2 separate regions of the Mus musculus genome follow, and region 2 is linked to region 1. Evidence: chromatin contacts called from public Hi-C data. All regions are on one chromosome and are shown on one strand. Each heading gives the region's core, a stretch centred on a gene start, on an enhancer-like site or on the middle of the called end of the contact. The rest is flanking DNA. Distances are from core to core; before and after follow the strand shown. Region 1 overlaps Dscam (DS cell adhesion molecule). Region 2 has its middle 69 kb from the start of Bace2.

Evidence for each region. Hi-C and Micro-C count contacts between places; a contact is called where the count stands out from the background.
Region 2: a contact with region 1 is called in a Hi-C map of the C2C12 cell line, with 5 times the contacts expected there. The contact joins two enhancer-like sites. A contact is called at or near these places in 11 of 484 Hi-C or Micro-C datasets (the C2C12 cell line, adipose-derived mesenchymal stem cells, cortical neurons and 6 more) and 1 of 115 datasets of contacts at active chromatin or transcription factors (stem cell-derived neural progenitor cells).

Annotation. Positions count from the first base shown.
Region 1 is chr16:97,071,888-97,076,768 of GRCm38.p6, reverse strand. All of the region lies in intron 1 of Dscam (DS cell adhesion molecule), which reads left to right. Among named protein-coding and RNA genes, the nearest start is that of Dscam, 96 kb to the left of the region's middle. Within about 2 kb of position 1,433, at least 13 of the 459 cell types and tissues checked have an H3K27ac peak or open chromatin away from gene starts, as enhancers often do. A contact at or near this core is called in the C2C12 cell line and cortical neurons, where this site is marked.
Region 2 is chr16:97,285,774-97,290,576 of GRCm38.p6, reverse strand. No RefSeq gene overlaps it. Among named protein-coding and RNA genes, the nearest start is that of Bace2, 69 kb to the left of the region's middle. Within about 2 kb of position 1,761, at least 76 of the 459 cell types and tissues checked have an H3K27ac peak or open chromatin away from gene starts, as enhancers often do. A contact at or near this core is called in the C2C12 cell line and cortical neurons, where this site is marked.

The DNA.
Region 1 (4,881 bases), core at 184-2,683:
GTCACCATACTGTCTCCATAATTTCACTACCATCATCTCAGAATAGTTCTTGACTGACTTTGTTTCTTTCTGTTAAAAGAATAAATTTCTCCCTCCAAATTTCATTAAGTTGAAACCATAAACTCAGGTGCCTTAGAGTGTGCATATATTGAGGATCACCTTAAAAGGGGTGATCAAATCAAAAGAGATTATTAAGGTATGTCTTAATTGAACATTGCTATGTAATTATGAGAATGGAGATCAGGATGTAGACATACACACAGACACACACGCAGAGACACACACACAAACACACACATACAGACACACACTGCAATACTTTGGTCTTGAAACTGTGCCAAAAGTAAAGGAAAATACATCTCTGTGGTTGAAACCGTGAGATTCTGTGGTGTTTTGTCAGAGTGATCGAGCAAGTTCATACACTCTCTATTCCCATGAGGTATATTGTGCCCCTCTCTGGCATCTGCTTTCCCTTCTGCCATAAGAAATGAAATGCTCCTGCTTCATGAACCAGATGAGTTCACACAAAACACTGAGGAGTATGTACTACAGAATTTAGTCAGCACCACCTCCTGTTAATATTGTACTGGTAGTTTAGGTGGCCGAATGCCAAATAAAACAAATCAAGAGCCAGTCTAGTCCCATGTCTCTTCAGAAGTGCAGTGGGGTAGTTCACAGTTCCCATGGAGAACTTCTTCAGAACATTCAAGATAACAACAGTCACCATTTTTTCTACTCACTGAGGTGTTTTTATGTGGCCTTTGGCATTCTCCAAATTTCTGGCCTTCTATGTTAAACAAAGGTGTCAAACTAGTTGTTATTTTGACATTTTTAACTGAATAGAATCAGTCTTTATATACTGCCATGCAAATAATCCTGTGTTCATGGCCTGGGGGGGTCATAGGTTAATTTTCTAAAGACTGGTTGTGATGGCATTTATATTGAACAGCACCAATCCTACTGGTATTTTTCAGTTACTTTCCAGTTGATGTGATGTAATATCTGACGAAAAGCAGCTTAAGGTAGGAAGGTCTATTCTAAATCACGTGGTGCAGTGTGTCTATCATGGTAGCAGGAGTGTGAGGTCATCTGTAGTCATGCAGCAGAGAGAAATGAATTAGTGCTCAGATCGCTTTCTCCTTTTGATTCAGGCCAAAGCCCAGCCCATGGGAAAGGACTAGCTCACATTTAGTATGGGTCTTCTCTGCTCATTTAAACCTTTCAGAAAATACCCTCATACACAGAGATGTGTTTCTATGGTGATGCTAAATCTTGTCGACTTGTCAGTGAAGAGGAACCACACAACACCTAAGCTAGTTGTATGCATGGCATTTTCAATAAGATTCTTTAAGCACCCCTTGTATACAGATGAGACATTGGTGACATAGGCTCTGGAGCAGTGTGGATTCTGGTTCCTATTTCATCATCTCCTGCAGTCCTGTTGCCTTAGCAACACTCTAACAATATCTCACTGCAGATCTCACTTACGTGCAAATAGCCATGGAGAGAGAGATGGGCCACATACCTACTCTGGCTCTGGGGCATTCCCTGAAGGGTCGCAGGGGTTCCTTATGGTAGCATCTCAGTTTTGTCTATCTCCTCAAGGAGAGATTTTCACTAAAGTTCTACAAATACTGTGCCTGGTGATATCTTCTTGCTCTCTCTTGAAAATGGGTAATCCTGAGTTGATTTAATTTGAAATATGCCAGTAGTTACTTCCAGGCAGTACAGCTTAATTTGGTTTTCAAAAGTTATCAGTGAGGGAATGTTTTAAAAGTCGTATTTTCCTTAAACATGTTCTGAAGAATTCCAGGCCAACCCAACCTTCCTGAAAAGATGTGTCTCTGTCACATTCCTTCAAATGTGTCAAATCCAAATCAACTAAAATTTCCATGGGATAATAGGCTTCTTTATGAGCTTTCCCTGTGTGGTTAGGGATAGGGGTGGTGGGGTGGGGAGCTGGACAGCTGGCCTCTTCCATGAATGACAAGGAGGTTTTAAGTATGAGGAAATGTCTTGGGTGGCTGCAGTGCCTCTGATTAGTACAGCCCATGCCTCATCTCACAGATTCTAGGGTTGTTGATGGAGTATCCTGTTGCCTGGAGGATGTTTGAGATCCATTCCGATACCTCACGGCAGGGTAGTAGGATCCTTCCTTCTTTAGATAAACTTGTGTGATTCAGCAGATATGTCGAAATCAGTGAATTCCAACTGAGATCCGATCTCTCCAAGGAAACACAGTGTGACTGTAAGTTACCTTTGATGCCACCGTGCCTTTGAATGTGTGATACTTTTGCTTTGGATTCAGACCTGGAGGAAGAAGGTACTCTGAAAAGCATGATTCCTGGTTTGGTTGCTTTCATCCTTGATCATAATTCTAATACTGAGACCTACTCAGAAGTAGATAATGTAGATTCTACAGAACAATAATAACAAGAAGAAAAGGGACAAATGCTGGAGTCAAAGACATTCCTTGGTAGATTTTGCTTTATTTTATTTTGCTTTATTTTATTTTGCTTCATTTTATTTTATTTTATTTTATTTTATGTTATTTTATTTTATTTTATTTGCTCTAGTGGAAGAACATACTATAGAGCCTTAGTTTGTGTAAACATAGTGGATTAAAAAGGAAAGTAGCAGCCTGTGTGTGTGTGTGTGTGTGTGTGTGTGTGTGTGTGTGTATGTGTTTGCCTGTGGAAGCCAGAGATCAATGTTACGCAACAAGGAATACTCAACATTGAGTGGGTGCAGGGATTGGTTAGAACTCAGGTACTGGTGCTTAAGTGGTGAGCACTAGACAGATGAGCCATCTCAGATTTTCTTTTTGGGTTTTGTTTTGAGATAAGATGTCACTTGTAGTCTAGCACAGGCTTCCCTCAAACTTGCTGGACCCTTTAGCTGTTATGTAATTATTCTGTAGCACTGTTGGGCATGTATTCAGGCTTCTTCTGTCTCTGTGACAGCCGGTTGGTGTTAGACATCATCTATAAAGCTCATGGTGGGCTCTTTAGTTACAAACAAATTGCCAAGAAATCTCATAACATTTTAAGAATGTTCACGATCTTGCCATGAACTACATTTGTGGCTAACCTCAGCTGCATGGGGCCCACGAGCCTGCAGTTAGACATGTCTGGTAGAATAACCAAACATAGTGTCAGGAGGGGATTTTAGCAAGGATGCAAATGCATGTGGTCTCTGCCCTCCTTCCTAAGCCGGCCCTTGAGCATGTTCTCTCTCTCTCTCTCTCTCTCTCTCTCTCTCTCTCTCTCTCTCTCTCTCTCTTCTCAAACAGCCTAAGGTTAAACACAGAATTGAAGATGTACTTAAATGAAGACCTTGAACCAAATCCCAGCTCTGTGTCATTACAACAATGCCAGACCAAAGTTCCTGCAGATTTTCCATCTCAATTTAAGAAAAGAGTAATCCGAGATCTCTGTAAGAGACACCAGGAGAATAGCATAGTCTTGACACATAAGAGACATCCCCAGAGGGCAGCTATTCAGTCTTGCCCAACTCAGCAGCTAGAATAGCTCTGACTGTTTGCAAACTACATTGTAGGCAAGGCTCTAAGATTCTCATAAGGTTTTGTGTTTGTCTAGGCACACTGTGTGTTTCCTGGTGCTCATTCTGCAGCCTTATGAAGTTTCCTAATGCACTGGCATCACTTTGAGTGAGGCCAGCCTCTCATAGAAGTAGAGGTTAGAATGATGTCATATAGAGATGCACAGGACCCTGTAAAGGATACACTTTGTACTGTGAAGTTTGAACATATGGATAATCAAGATAATCAGATAACCAACCCCCTCCCCCACTGCATCTTAACCAGCTGAGTCTATGACACCAAGCATTCAAGTGATTAGAAGAGACAGAGTGGGTGTAGAGTCTCTGGAAGGGATAAGAAGTTCTGCAAGTGTCTAAATGCTTCATAAATTGGCACAATGAATCATCTGCAGGGAAAGACCAATTTAAAGTATCATCTGTCACTGAGATATAATTATATGCAATTGAATTTACCCCAACAGTCATGTGGTAAAGAAATATTTATTGAGATCCTAGAGGATATATTAGGGAATAAAGACACCTAAAATATCTCTGATTTAGGAAGCCGTTTTAGGTGGGAGTAGAGACAGATCGTGCAAGCAGATGACTAGACGGGAAAAGTGCACAGTGGAACGCAGGGCCCAAGCTGTAGGATAGGAGCAAGTGCTATGGCCTAGGTGACTGAAGAGGGGCACTCCTTGAAAAGACAGGCCCAGCAAAGACTTGACAAGGTAAAGAAGGAAGCAAGTAGCTTTGTGGTAGGAATATCCCATGGAGAGGCAGAGCATGTGCAGAGATCCAGAGATGTGAACCTGCAGGAATGGGTGGAGGTAATATCAGGGCCTTGTAGCTAAAGGGGAATGAATAGAGAAAGGTATAGAAGGCAGCCCCAAGATGCAACAGCAGGGAGAGGGCTTGGAGAAAAACAGAAACTTTTTTACCCAGAACAAGGGGAAATGTAATGGGACTGGTTGTAGCTGCTTCAGAGGGAAAGAATGAGAGGAAGTGTGCATAGAGGAGGGTGGAGACAGGACAGCCCATTGGGCAGCACTGGGCCAAGCCAGTGCAATGCCATGATGAATGGGTGCAGAGGTACAGAGGAGGGGGCAATGGCAGATTTGGGGCAGAATTTGAAGGTACAGCTTTTAAAATTCAAATCACAGGGAGGGTGGGGTTGAGGAGGCGCTTCCTGTGTTTGGCTTGAGCAACTATCAAGAAAATGGATGGTCTTTGATCGTTTTAGCAAAAAATCTTGTATTTTGGCACTGAAAAGATGGCTCACGAGGTCCTAATTGAGTACCAGAATCCTCATAAGAATCTGGGTATGGAGATACAGGTCTA
Region 2 (4,803 bases), core at 512-3,011, 210 kb before region 1:
CCATCTCTAGATGATCTGACTCTTTCCTCTGACCCCTCTAGGCAACACCCTCCATATACATAAATATAAATAAAATAATCTTAAATACAACAAGACAACTAGAGACCTCTGGTGGGAGATAGGGAGATGTCACCCAAGACTGAGCCTTGCGTTCTTTGAATGGCATCTCAGGAAAGGACACTATGCAAACTGTTCACACAGAGATGGTGCCCTGAGCACCCCCAGTGTATGTGTGCTTAATACAACCCTGCAGACCTGCAGACTGTACCCTGCAATGTCACCTGGGCTATAAGTTCTCATTGTTTTTCAAAATGTATTAAGGTTGTTGCTGAGAAAGGACAGAGAACTAGAGAGTGGGAGAGGTGCTTCTTGAATGTGTGTGTGTGTGTATGTGTGTGTGTGTGTGAGTGTGTGTGTATGTATGTGTGTGTGTGTGCACATTTCCCAGGCTTCCCTTTGTCAGATGTGTCTCTTTGCAAAAGTGGGTTACTATCAGCTGAGATCTACTTGTTCCTTCAAAGGTACAACAAAGCCCTACGAGCAATGCCCTCACCTACTCTGAGAGCAGACAGGGGCTCATCTCTAGCATGGAGGCTCTAATCCTGCTCTCTCAGTCTCTATCTGTGTTCCTCAGCCTTCCCTGGACTGAGCCTCCCCCTATAGGTAGCCACAGTCCCACTGACCAGTGTCCCTGTACTCATAGTCAGCCCCAGTAAGAGCATGCTCTCATTTTTGAGCCCTCCAGGGAGGTTGTTACCTTAGTTATTTTTTCTATTGCTGTGATAAAACACTATGACCAAGGCAAGGTATAGAAGAAAGAGTTTATTTGGGTTTATGGTTCTAAATGGTTAGTATCTGTGATGGTAGAGTGAAGATACATGGGCAGGAGCAGGAAGCTGAGAACTCACATCTAGAACTGCAAGCATCTGTGTTTGCTCCAGGAGGCCTTGGTCCCCCGCATCCCATAGGCAGGTCTGTGCCGGGCTACCTCAGAGCACTATTCAGACTGACCTGGACCAAGGTCATCATGGTGCATGAGTGTTTGAACTATGAATCTTCAGAATTCTCAGTGGCTCCCTGTCTCTTGCTCACCTCTGCAGATAGGGAAGACGATACAACTGTGGCAACTTTAATGAGATTCACCCCACAGTTTTAGGTACTTGAATACTCAGTCCCCAGCTAGGGCTGCTGTTCTGAGAGGTTTAGGAGGAGGTGTGGCTTTACCTGAGGAAGTTTGTCACTGAAGGCTATGACAAGGAAGTGAGACATGGTGCTCCACTTGATGGCTCGGCTCAGTGGGGATCTCAGAGCTCTGTAAACAGTGGACTTAGTGTCTCCCTGCCATAGTCAGTCAGTGCTTGGGTCAAGGTTTAACAGAACCACCTTTGCACGAGACCCCCCCTTTCTCACTCCCGTTTGGAGCCAGCTGGCTTTCACACACAAGGTCTAAATGAAATGCTATCAGAACTCCACCCTGCTCACATCCATTCTGTCTGGTTTCACCCACCTCTAATCTCATTTTTTTTTCTCCTCTGGTGCTCATCAGCTATAGCTTGGCATCAGCTCGGCAAAGAGATGCCTCCAAAATTAAATTCACAAAGGCCTTGGCAGCTGGTGCTAAATCCAGTCCTGACGTCGTCGTCTTTTGTCATCATCTCCACCCTGGGTTGCAGCCAACTCCCAGACCTGGGAATGGAGAAAGAGAGTGGGGCTTCACGGTGGATCCTGTCTGGCATGTGGGAAGGAAGCTGAGTCATGCTGAGGGAGCGATTAAAGGCTCTTGCCAAAACGTACTCTGCTCCTTCTGGGGGGGGTAACCCCTATGATAGGCACGGCTGCCCTGTGGTCAGGAAGAGGCCTCAAAATAATCAGGGCTGCAGCAGCCCTGACTCTCTCTTTTTACAAATTGCTTGAGGTTGGGCCTCCCTGCTTATTCATATTTCATGCTCTGCCCCTTTCCAGGCTGAATGGGTAATGGGTTGGGGAAAGCAGGGAGACCAGCGTGGCTACTTGGTAAACTTTGGGGGATTGACCGCATCACAGGCCTTTAATTCCCTTCAAAATTGCTGTAAAATATACTGTTCTTGCTCACTGTTCTACACAAAATAATATACTGTCCCCACTCACTGCTCTACAGAGCTGTTTTCCCCAACACAAGTGACATTATGCAGATTTTAAGCCAGCAAACCCCACTCTCTCTCCAACTCCACTGCTCATGTTTTTCTTTGAGAATTGTCACCTTCAGACAAGGCATTGCTGTCAACTTCCTCCTTGCCTGGCACTCCTTCACTGAGTTCTCTGTCATTGGCTGAAAAGACATCTTGTGCTAAGGGCCCTGCCTGGGAACATGTTTATATTTATAAATACATCATCTTTAAAGTCAGCACCAGAGGTTGTTGCCTACACTGCGTTCTCCCAGAAAGGCCTGGTCTCAGATTGAGCATCTCATTGTGTATGAACTTGGTACCTTGGCTCTATTTTAGAATGCTCAGTTCAGTGTAATTACTACAGTTTCTAAAGGAGTTACTGTGTAATTGCCACGTAGTTTATTTCGTGGTAACTATGCAATTAACTTGTCTCGTGTCTCTAAACGGAAAATACTGTAATTCTAATACAAATGTGTGGACTGTTAGTGTTCTTCGCCACGTTTAAAGTATTGTAGATGTTTTCTTTATTTTTCCTTCCTTTTCTTCAAGTAACATATAAAGTTTAGTCCATTATTTCTTCTTTCTCCCCTCCTCTTCTCCTCTCTTTCCCCCTTCTTTCCTTCTCTCTCCCTTTTGTCTTTTTAGGCTAAAGAAAGTTAAGATTGCTAAAATTTTGCTGGAGACCCCTAAATTATCAAGAAACTTGAGACATAAATATAGCAATAGTAGCTAAATTATCTGCAGGGATGAGTGCTGGGTTGGGACTCTTAAGAACCTCTTGAGGTCTGAGGGAAACTAAGAACGAGGCCAGGAGAAAGTTGGTTGGCCTGTTATTTACTTTCCATTGTATGACAGTTGGGTATATAAGGGAATTGGCTTGACTTGAGCCCTTTGTGTTTTCTGGCACAGGTGGGGCTAGGACTTGAGGGTGGGACTTGAGGCTCTATGAATGTCTTCAGGATATTCCACCTATTGTTTAAGGCAGAAGAAGGAGACAGATAGAATTGCAGAGTAATAAAAGGCTTTACAGACTGGAAGCAACTTCAGGGCTAATTACATCCTAGAAGAAAGTGGGATGTGCCAACTCAAGGACTTTTCCTTTCTTTCTTCCTTCCTTTCTTTCTTTCTTTCTTTCTTTCTTTCTTTCTTTCTTTCTTTCTTTCTTTCTTTTTTTTAAACTATCATTTGTCTGTGGTCAGCATAGTTAGTGTGTATATAGCACACTGAAATGATGGCTGAATTTCCCCCCATCTGACTCAGGGCATAGCCCTAGGCATAATTTAGGTCCATCTAATAGACCCATCTGTCCATCCCTCTATTCCCATATCCAAAGCATATAGAATGCTTAGGCTCTGGGCAAGAAGGAAGACACACTTCTGTCTAGTGGGAGTAACCCACAATTAAAGGATAAGCAGAGAGCCTGATGCTGGAGCTCACTCACAGCTGGGAGAGCAACTCGCTCCAAGCACAAATGCTGTGTGGGCCCTGGATGCTCTCCAAGGTGCCGAAGAAGCAGCTGCAACCCACCCTCCTAGAGCATACAGAGAACAGATGGGAGGACACATGAGCACACGGAGAAATTGTGGGGGATGCCATGTTCTGTGTTCTTCAGGGAGAAGGAGAAAATATGGGGAAGGCAGGGCTGTACTGGACATGAGGGCCAGGGAGGAAGGGTTCTGAAATAAGTGATCAAGTCAGAGCCTTGCCCTTGGAGACATTTGAAGAAAACAGCCTTTAAGTGTGGAAGCTGGAGACTTTTGTTTGTGGAGCAGAACGCTGGAGCCAGTGACCTGGGGCAGAAACCCCAGAACCAGGCCAGAGAGACTGAAGACAGTTGCATGGAAAGGCTAAGTGTGTAGGGCCTCACTGCCATCTTGGCTTTTCTGCCTGCCGGGAAAAGTCATGGGGAGATTAGATGTCCGTCACCTAAAATTCCCATGCTCTTGACAACATCTCAAGATTCTGGTTGTCAAAAGTGAGGGTGATGGATGTGATGGTTGTCCTGGAGGTGGGATGGGGCCCGAGACCCCAAAGCACCCCCTTTCTCTGCTTCTCACATACGCACACAGACGTTTCCTCACCCTGCTGAAGTAGGAGAGCCTCGGACTCACCATGACTTTTCCTGGAGGCTGTGGAGGAAGCTCAGAGCAGCTGTGTCTGGAGTGCCTACAGGCTTGGCGGGGGCCTAGTGAGCATTCTTGCCTAGGAGGTGGTGAAGTAATTAGCTGGTGAGCTGTTTTCTGTTGGGAAGAACGGGGTGAATCATGCTATCAGAATGATACAATTATACTGGGTATGTTGTGGCAGCATACTGTGTCTTGATGTGTAGTTGTAGTTAGCACGTAAGTGATTGAGCATTTCTGCTGGTGGAGTCCCTACTGGGAAGTATGACTAATGTTGAGGTGACAGCCCCTCACATATAAAGTGTGTTCGAAACAAAGGGTGGCACCAGGACCAGCTATGTCCTTGGCTCTCACCCAGGCTTCAAGCTCCCATGCAGTCATGTTCTTGTATGAGTTTAGACAAGAGTGTGGGAAGGGGGCTCTCAAAGCATGATCATGTGTATATATCGACAATTTATGTCATGTGACAAGGTTGCTTTTTTTTCTTGTGTGCATGTGAAATGGTCAGTGCACATGTATGTAGAGGTCAGAGG